Linked DNA regions of Mus musculus: region 2 is linked to region 1. A link is a contact called in public promoter capture Hi-C data. All regions are on one chromosome and are shown on one strand. The core of a region is the stretch at or near the end of the contact, and the rest is flanking DNA. Distances in the headings are between cores, read along the strand shown. Region 1 holds the start of Eef1g (eukaryotic translation elongation factor 1 gamma). Region 2 holds the start of Stx3 (syntaxin 3).

Region 1 (4,638 bases), core at 1,029-3,528:
ACCAAGCCGGGTCTCTGATTCCACCTTGTCCGCCACAGCCGCTTCTACAGCCTTACCCCCATACCCTCTCACGCCTGTATCCCCACAAATTACCATAATAGGCAATGGCATTGCTCTCAAACACACAGAATCCATCATCACCCTCAAATGCTGGAACCTGTGGAGAAAGTAGCAGAAAACATAAACACAGAGATTTCTCAGTAGCCAATTCTCCAGGCTGAATTGTTCTAAATAATATGTTAAGACAGACAACTCTTGCTACGCTAATTCATGACATCTCAAGCTCAGAAGTGAAAATTACTTAGTATCCCTCATGATATGAATTCACAAGGGTGAAATTCAAACATAGCTAAAGTGTGGTGCCCCATACCCTTGTCTGAAACCAGCCAGCAAGCTACTGAGACCCCACCTCAAAATAAACAAATTCAGATATGGATGCCACCCAACAATCCCACAGCTTCACTGCCCAAATCATTAGGTGCCATCCAGACTTAGCATTTGCCTCTATATTTAGATTTGGATATTTAGCTCTACTCATGCTCTATGGGGTAAGAATCCAACTCTCAAGACATACTTAGTACATACATACAGATAACACCTGGTGAAAATACATTTTATCCTACAAATATAAACCAGGCCTGGAACTCCTGACAGTCACTGAACAGCTGTGAATACAATGGAACTTCATAATTACAATGGAGACAGGATCTTACTATACTTATAGGCTTGCTTCACACAATCTCCCTGCCTCGGTCTCCGGGAGCTTTCAAAATTATTTTTTTCCTTTGGGCAGTCAAGTTCAGAGGCTTTAATAGGTTACATTCCTAGCCCCTTAAAATTTCTTTAAAAAAATATATATATAAATAAATACACACACACACACACCATGGGGGCCATCTCCAGAATAATGGAATTCTAGAGATCCCAGATGCTTCCCCACTCACCTTGCCGGCAGGAAATTTTCGGAGAAATTCAGGGGTGCGGTTGGTTTGGCCAAAGTGGAAGTGGGGTGGTGCGGAGAGCACGCGGACCTGAGCCCCGCTGTACTGAGCAGCGATGAGGGCCTTGAAGGCCCTCCAATTTTCAGGGTATGTGTACAGGGTCTACAAGAGAAAGGGTGAAGGATGGACTAGAGGCAAGGAACCCTGAATGCCACTCCCCACGCACACTTCCATGCAATTCCAATGTGCACAGCTTAGATTCACTCCTAGTGAACCGAGTATGCCCCATGTAATCAGAGTCCTCTGAAATACCAAGAAGAACATCCCAGCTGCTAAATAAAGCTTACCGACAGATGTGACCTCTCTTAAGGACATCTCTAGAGGCATTCTTCCCTTCAAAACTTCTGGTCCCATCTGCCTAAACACACGAACACTCACACCCATCTCTCCCAGAACCCTTGTTTCATTCATTGGCGGTGACCCGGAGTCTAACTACTTCCAGGCTGCTATCACTTCAAAAGCACACACACAGACCAAGGGATTTCAAAGTTCCCCTCAGAATCGACACGCTGAATTCTAATGTTCATCAGTTATTCTTCCTGAAATGCCTTTCTTTGCACATGGCGAATTAGCAACCCTCTGGTCCTGTCCTGCAGTGAGTTCCCAGTTGTCTCCCTACTAAAATCTCACCAGCAGGGTCCATATGGGCTCACTTCACCCCCCCTTTATTCCTCTGGCTCCCAAACCTCCCCGAAGGTCAACTCCCAACGTGCCAGTCGCCCCTTCCCACAAAGACCCTCTCCTTTCCACGTCCTCGTTGTTGTCCCACAAAACGGTGGCAAAAGTTCCACCAACCTGCTCAGACGCCACACCTCAAAATGGCAGTGAGGTTAAACACTTTTTAAAGGTCCAGACAATGGAGACCCAGCATCTTTTTTCTCCTCAACCCCAGAACGTTCCACCTCTAGCCTCTGAGCCCCAGCCTCAGTTCCCCTCCAGGCCCTAGAAACCATGCTCTCCGACCGTACGGCTTGTGAACCCCAGATCGGCTCGCGGCTTGGGTCTGAAACTCCCCTGGCGCCGACTGGCCCCACTCAGGCAAAGGATGGCGGTGGATAGGGTGACCCTAATCACCGGAGCCGGCAAACTTACCCCAGCCGCCATGGTGATTCCGCAGAGAAAGGGGGTGGGGCTGTCGGTGCTGCCGCAAAGTAAGCCGCAAAGGAGACAAGGGAGGAGGAAAGGAGAGAGCAGTGTGGAAACAGCGGCCGGAAAGCGAGGACGGCATAAAAGGCATACGCACGACAGTTCCGTCTACAGCCCCGCTGAGTTGGAAAAAGCGAGGGGTGGGGCCCGCAGCCTGGAGCGCAGAGAGCGGGCGCCTGCGTAGTATAACTCTGGACGATCCTGCCCCGCCCGCGTCGCCGACCAATCGGAAGCCTGATAGGAGACGGAGCTCACCCAGGGAGGGGAAAAGTGTGAGAACCCGGCGGAAGCACCGCCCCTCGAAGGCTGGTATCTGGAACCCGTGACAAACTACAGGAACTGCCTTAAGGAAGGGGTGGCAATTTACTGAATTCCTTTTGTTCCTGTTCGGGTTTTTTCTGTAAAGGGTCTGTCTGTTCAGCTGGGGCCCACGGCCGAAAACATCTGAAAGTAGGTCTGCTCCGATTAAACTCCGTGCTGTTAAAACTTACACAACAAAGCAGCACGGACCAACTTGCCACGTCACCAGCACCACTCAGGCTTGGCTGCGCCCCAGAGGGTCGGGTAAGGCAGCCCAGTTCTGATACAATAGTTTACACATATCCAAATTTGAAAATAAATCTTGACTCCAGCTTATGGGCAATTTGAACTCTCTTTCACGTTAAAGGATAGAAAAGACAAACCCTAAACCCAAATTTGTGGTTCCCATCACCTGGAGCAGCAGGACAAGTCTCGTGTGGGCAAAGGTTGTTCTCAGAAATCAGTGCCTTTGCCTCGTGGAGGTGGCACTCCCTAGGAAAGTGCTGGCAAGTGGGAAGGAGAGCTCTGAAGTGGAAGTCATAGGACTGTTTTAGAGTAGTCAGGCCAGAAGCTACATTGAGGCAAAGAAAAAAGGCGTTACCAGGAGGAAAACAAAGACCTCGTAATGGTCTTATGAGGGAGTATGCAAAAGAACATTAAATGTCTGTATGAAATAAACTAGCAGCTTTATTGTTTTTGAGGTTTGGTTCCTCACTTGAGGAGATTTTTAAGTGCTTGAGGGATAAAACCCTGTAGAAAATGATGAAGACCAGGGAACAGGCCTTGGGAGTCCTGGAGTGGGGCCACAGTGAGTGTCTGCTCAGCCTGGGAGGCAGATGCCACAAAGCTGAGGAGGGGCTCCCCCGGCGGCCTCTCTTGCTCACTATTGGGTCCTTTTAGTTCCTGGGTCACACGAGCTTCCATTGCCAGCCACTCTGCTCCTGTGGTGGGACCTCCTCTACCTTCTTCCTTGGTTTGTTGCTGTAATCGTCTCCGGGCACGCCGCCTCCCCTGCCATACTTGGTGCCACAAGGCACAGCGCCAGCTCACTGATGATGGGTGTGATGCCTCCTTCCCTGTCTCACCCTGAGACCCTTCTCCAGCCACTTCAGGTTTCATGGGATTATGCTCAGCTGCCTTGTCTAGACAGTTTGCAGTCATCAGGGGCAACTCCTCCTCTGGTGGTCCCGAGTGCAACAAGGCCCAGTCCTGAGGTGTCTCTCGAACCTCTATTACCATTTCTTCTACCTCATTTTCACTGTGGTCCCCTGCACATCCCTGTGGCTCCTCTTTCCCTTCCTCGAAGCTCTTTTCTTGCCCACCAAGTCTCTGTCTTTTGTTCACCCCTCCCAAGGGAGAGTCTTTAATTCTGGCACCTTCTGACCGTCGTCTCTTGGTTCCCTGTTCTATGTGGCATCCTAGTGCTTCCCTTAACACATCCACCAAAGCCATAATGACCTGTGGAAAGGGGGCAGAGGGTAAGGGGATGAGCTTGGCAGACAGCAGGGAGCTAGGGGAGCTGGGCTGCAAAAGCGGGAGCAGTCCCCAGTCCCGGCCCCGGGAGGAACGCTGCTGGTACTGGAGACTTCGGCAGTAACTGGCTGCTGCCCCACAACAGCTCTGCAGACGTTTAGCCACCCGGCCGGTCACATTGGCTGCAACATTGTGACTCAGGTCAAAGGGGTCCTGGAGATTCATGGGGCCAAGGCGCAGCCCTTCCCAGAGATCAGAAGGCAGGCCCTCTGCCACCATCAATGGCCGACCTTCCCGCAGGGACAGCAGGGAGCCAGAAAGATCCAAGCAAGATACGCAGGAGAAGAACTGGGCCAGCAGGGAACCTGATGGAGGCAGATTAGAAAAAAGGGGGTCACCTGGAAGCCATAACTGGGACATCCCTGCAGCTACTTCAGTGGGACTCTCTTCCCTTCATAGGACTTCAGAAGTGTCCTGAGAAACCCAGCCATGCCCTGCCTGACCCAGATGCTTCTGCTTGGCCTAGAGAGCAGGGAAACTGGGGAATACACCTCTTACTTGCCTGCCCAAGATACGTGTTTTTCCATCCATAAAACAGCTGCCATAGGCTACTATGAAGACCATGCCTTACACACAAGTATAATATATGTCTCTTATTCTTGAGCATGCCTTGCACACAAGTATATGTCCCCTATTCTTGAGCCTGTCATCACAATCA
Region 2 (4,638 bases), core at 744-3,243, 2.9 Mb before region 1:
CCCCCTGCCATTCATTGTTTTTTGAGACAATGTCTTTCACTGGCCTGGCGCTCACAGCTAGGTAGATCTGGCTGGTAAATCTCAGGGATCCACTGTTTCTACTTTCCCAGTTCTGGAATTACCAGTATGTGCCACTGTGTTTGATTATTATTATTATTATCATTATTATTATTATTATTATTATTATAAGTTCTGGGAATTGAACTCCGGTCCTCATATTTGTGGAGGAAGCACTTTACTGACTGAGCTATCTCTTAAGCTCTGACTTATGTTTTTTTTTTTTTTTTTAAGTGTCTGGATTAAGGCAAGAAGTAATAGGGAAGAAAACTTGTTCTGTATAATAACTTTTTAACAGAGCTGGTACCATTCAGTCATGGAAGGTACTACCTTGGGAGTATACAGAAAAACTGAGCAAATTAAAATGACCAGTGACCACTAACAAAAAGCTGTTCCATGCTATGTATCCTATGGTGGCCTTATCTAATGCACCTTTCTGATTCTATAATAGTCTGTGACTTTCATTGTATCACAGCTATTGTCCAGCTATGTAAATTAGATATCGGTAGTAAGCAGAGTGCTTCTATTCATGGAGATTATAAGGACTTAGTGTACAGGAGAAGCACGGTTTCTTCTCCCATCCCCAGAGCTAGTTTTGCATCAAGTAACCTATTCATGCCAGCCTTCCTGCTGTTTGTCTGTGGATCTGAATGAGTTTAACCTCTTACTGGTTGCTTCACTAATAAGCTAAAACATTAAAATATATTCATTTTATATTTGCATGAGAGTCACAATTTTTTCCCTGTTGAAATCAATTATATCCTTTAAAATAATTTGCTGGGACTTAAAAAAATTTTTTTTTTACTTGTATGAATGTTTTTGCCTGCATTATGTCTGTATACCACATGTGTGTAACCTCTGCAGAGCCCAGAAGAGGGCGTTGCATCCCCTGGAACTGTGTGTCACCATGTGGATGCTGGGAATTGAACCCAGGTCCTCCAGTCAGTGTTCTTTACTGCAGGGCCGTTTTTTGCAGCCTAAAATCAATCGCGTCTTAACTGGAATCCTTTGTTCTTGCTTCAAAATGAATCCATCCTCCTTCCTCACTTCTGTCCAGATTTCAGACGTCCACACTTCGAGAGTTTTTCACTGTAACCCCTCTTACTGGAGAGGTTGAAACAGGAGAATGGCAAGTTCAAAGCTTGCCTGGGCAATTCAGGGAGATTCTGTCTGAAAGGAGAAAACCTAAGGGCTGATGCTAGAGAATGAGCTCGGTGGCGGAAGGTTTTCCAAGTGTTTGCTGGGCTGGGGTGGGGGTGTTCAAGCCCTAGCTGTAGGGTTACGACCACCAGGGGGCGTGGAAACTTTCGCAGTCCTCGCTGGGCCAGCGTCAGGACAGGAGCCGGAGGTCAGATAGAGGATTAGAGTTGATTACCGCATAGTTGGCTCTAACAGCTCAAGCCCTGCCTTACTTGACTACCTTTATGGCAGCGGAGGAAGTCAGTAGGAGCGTGCACATCGCAGAGGGTAAAGTCCGGTTATAATTAGAAAGTATCTATGGCCTTTAAGATTGAACACAAAGTCGAGGATACTTCTCGAACTTGAGACCAAGTCTTCACTAGCGCCAATTGTTGACCACTACTCTGGTCGATACGCCATTTGTTATCCCCAAATCAAATACGGAGGGGAAGGGAATAGGGGCACCGTTGAAGAGGAAGGGCAGTGAGAAGAACCACACTTTTCTAAAAATTCTTCAAATCCCAGGGCTCTTGACAGCAAGGAGGAGAGAGGTGGGCTTAAGTTTTCCAAATCAAACAAACGTCTTTATCCTACAACTCTGCCCGGTAGTTAAAAGTCAGTTGCTTCTTTTCTCGTACAGGCTAAGCAGAAAATTGCTAAGCAGCCTCTGATTTATATAGCTATGGAAACGGACTCTCCTAGATTCCCTCAAGTTATTCAAATTGTTAGTAAAAGGTGACTGGACCGCCTACACGACTTCGAGAGGCCCCACAACCACTAGCATCATAATCCCCAAATTCCTCGCCGCAGCCCGATCCAGGGCATCTCATCTGCAGTTACGCCCTACGGGAACAAGTCTCTGAGCCCGAACCGCACAGATTTTATACCCAACAGGTCCCTTCTTTAAGGCGGAATATCTCTTGAGCATCATCGGAACGTTTTCCCTCATCAAAGGGAGCAGGAACCAGCTTGTCTTCAACCTGAGGAGTCCGCAGAGGGCCGAACAATAAGAACAGTGCGGAAAATACGGAATCGAAGCCAGACAGACCACCCCCGCCTTTTTTTTTTTTTTTTTTTGTTTCTGCCTTTCGAGGGGCATGGGAAGGTGTGCCCGGAATGCTTCCGGCGCTGGAGCGCGCTGGCCCTTTAAGCAGGAGCTCGGGGAGCGGCCCAGGTATGGGGCGGGCCCAGGGGCGGGCGAGCCCTGAGCCGGCGCGGTCTCGTAGCCGGATTTGGAGCGCGGCGCCGGCGGGGGCCGGAGGGGGCGGCGCGGCGGACCTCGGTGGCCTCGGACGCTCCTCCTCGAGAGCGGCCGCCGCCCGCCTCCGCCCGCTCTAGCAGCTCTCTCGCCCCGGCCGGCAGCCGCCGCCGCTCCAGGCCGCTCACTTGGGACGCGCTCACCTGAGACAAGGCGCCCGCCGCCCTCACCTGGGCCAGGATGAAGGACCGGCTGGAGCAGCTGAAGGCCGTGAGTCCGCGGCGCTTGGGGGATCAGGCGGGCCCCGGGCTGCGGGGATCGGTCATCAGGATAAGTGGCGTGGGAGAGGGGCTTCTCCTAGTTCCCCTAACCCAGGCCGCAGGGGTGCTCTGCGCGCTAGGCCTCCCTCCGCCCAAGCCCCCGCCTCATCCCGCGGAGCTTTGCACCCTCCCCTCCCCTGCAGGGTCATGTGCTCGGTGATTCATCACCTAGCTGCGATTTCCCTGGACGCCCGTAACCCTCTTACCCCTTCTCCCCCAAAGCTGGACAGGGTTCCTCCAGAGCTGGACCCACTCGGGGACTTGAAATCAGCGGGGCTAATGGAGAAGTCAGGGGGCTCACCTCACCAGCTGTCTTCTGCCGCCTGGCACTGTGCCCCAAACCGGCCTCCTCTCCTTTCTATTTCCCTCCCGGAGCACCGGGCAGGGCTACTCCATCCCCGGAGTAGTTGAGAGTTCCGGGTGACTTCCGGAGCGGTGAGCCTGTTAGGTGCTGAGATGGCACCCCTCTTCCCATTCAGTGGTCTGTAATTATTTTGTCTTGTACCCCCGGAGACAGCTGTGGTCGTCTGCCGCACAAAAGCTGAAAAGCTTAGGTCACTTACTCTTTTGAGCCTATTTCCTTGTCGGTCAAGGGAGAATCTTCCTTCCTTATAGGTCTGTTATGAAGGTTGAATGACATAATGGGATTGATATAGGGAAGTGCTGAAGCATCAATTTTTGGAGGTATAGATTCATTTAGTAAGTTACTGAGCACATTCTATGGAGCAGGGCGAGTGTGAAACTTTAGGAACCCACCCGGTGATACAGGCTGCCACTTAATGGGATATAACAGTGCAGCCCTGGAAACTCACAGTGGAGTCTGCCTCCTAGCTAGCCTAGAAGCGCGCATCAGCTCAGATCTCAGACTAGACCTGGTGAAGGTCTCACCGAGTCTTCCCAGGTGATTAATGAGCTCCTTACAGTAGGGAAGTATTAGTCTGCATTAGCACTGGGGCTTTGCCCTGGCCCTACTGCTTACTGGTTACCCTTTAAACTCCAAGCTTAAGTTTTGTTATCTGTAAAATGAGTAGGTATGCAAGCTAAAAGCAAGTGAGCTGCAGGAGAGCCCTTTGTATGGCGCCTAGGACTTATGCTAATAACTTAATGTTTTTTTTTTTTTTGGCTTTTTTTGTTTTGAAATAGAAATGTTGGTGTTGTAATTGTTTTACTTTCTCCTCCCTTGCAGGGATGAGATCTTCCTCACCCTGTTTGCATGCTCTGGGTCCTGGGCTGTAGAATAGGTTTGGGAGATGGAGAAATGAGAGAAGGAAGAGACAGTTGCTTATTGTGGGAGCCAGCCTCTGCCCCAAAGTTGCTTTTTCACATTTGAGCCTCAGGGCATCCTGGTTAACTGAGGGGCAAACTTTACTTGGTGCTCTTTTGTAGTTGGGATAACCTGGATGGCAGGGATGCCCCTTGTCAAAAAGAGTTCAGAGCTGAACAGCAGTCAGAGGCCGCTCCCTTTACTTAGTCAGGGAATCTATTTTGAGACTAAGATACTCCCTGGCTCTTTTCAGTAGTTGGTTGTCAACAAAGTAATCTTAAGTGAGCTTTGAGTTCCAAGAACAAGGCATTTTTCTAGGGAACCGGAACACGTTCCTTTGCCTCTCAGCCCTGCAGGGTTAGCCTCTGTAAATCAGGGCTAATGCAAGTGAGGTGCTAGCTGGTGCTATATTTATGGTAGTGTTCTAAAACCACAGGGAGGTCGCTGTCCTTTTGGAGCAGTGCGATGCAGAGAGGATGGGGTTGAAGTTCAAAGGCTTCTCTAATTGAGGCCCTGACACTTAGTAGCCGGGATCCTTTTGCAACTTCACCTCTGTGCTGCTGCTGCCTCAGCCACTGCTTCTTCTTGATTATTCTTACTTATTTATTGACAATTTCATT

Evidence for each region. Promoter capture Hi-C pulls out the DNA fragments that hold promoters and counts their contacts.
Region 2: a promoter capture Hi-C map of hippocampal neurons shows a contact between it and region 1, with 3 times the contacts expected there. A contact is called at or near these places in 2 of 39 promoter capture datasets (hippocampal neurons and liver).

The regions. Positions count from the first base shown.
Region 1 is chr19:8,964,681-8,969,318 of GRCm38.p6, reverse strand. It overlaps Eef1g (eukaryotic translation elongation factor 1 gamma), which reads right to left and starts at 2,278. Exons shown (of 10, transcript NM_026007.4): 1 at 2,094-2,278; 2 at 945-1,103; 3 at 94-157. The coding sequence starts at 2,105. It overlaps Tut1 (terminal uridylyl transferase 1, U6 snRNA-specific), which reads right to left. Exons shown (of 9, transcript NM_197993.3): 9 at 3,109-4,285. The coding sequence ends at 3,159.
Region 2 is chr19:11,816,758-11,821,395 of GRCm38.p6, reverse strand. It overlaps Stx3 (syntaxin 3), which reads left to right and starts at 1,993. Exons shown (of 11, transcript NM_152220.2): 1 at 1,993-2,704. The coding sequence starts at 2,675. Gm41810 (a long non-coding RNA gene) reads right to left here. Exons shown (of 2, transcript XR_003952942.1): 1 at 3,056-4,638; 2 at 1-2,743.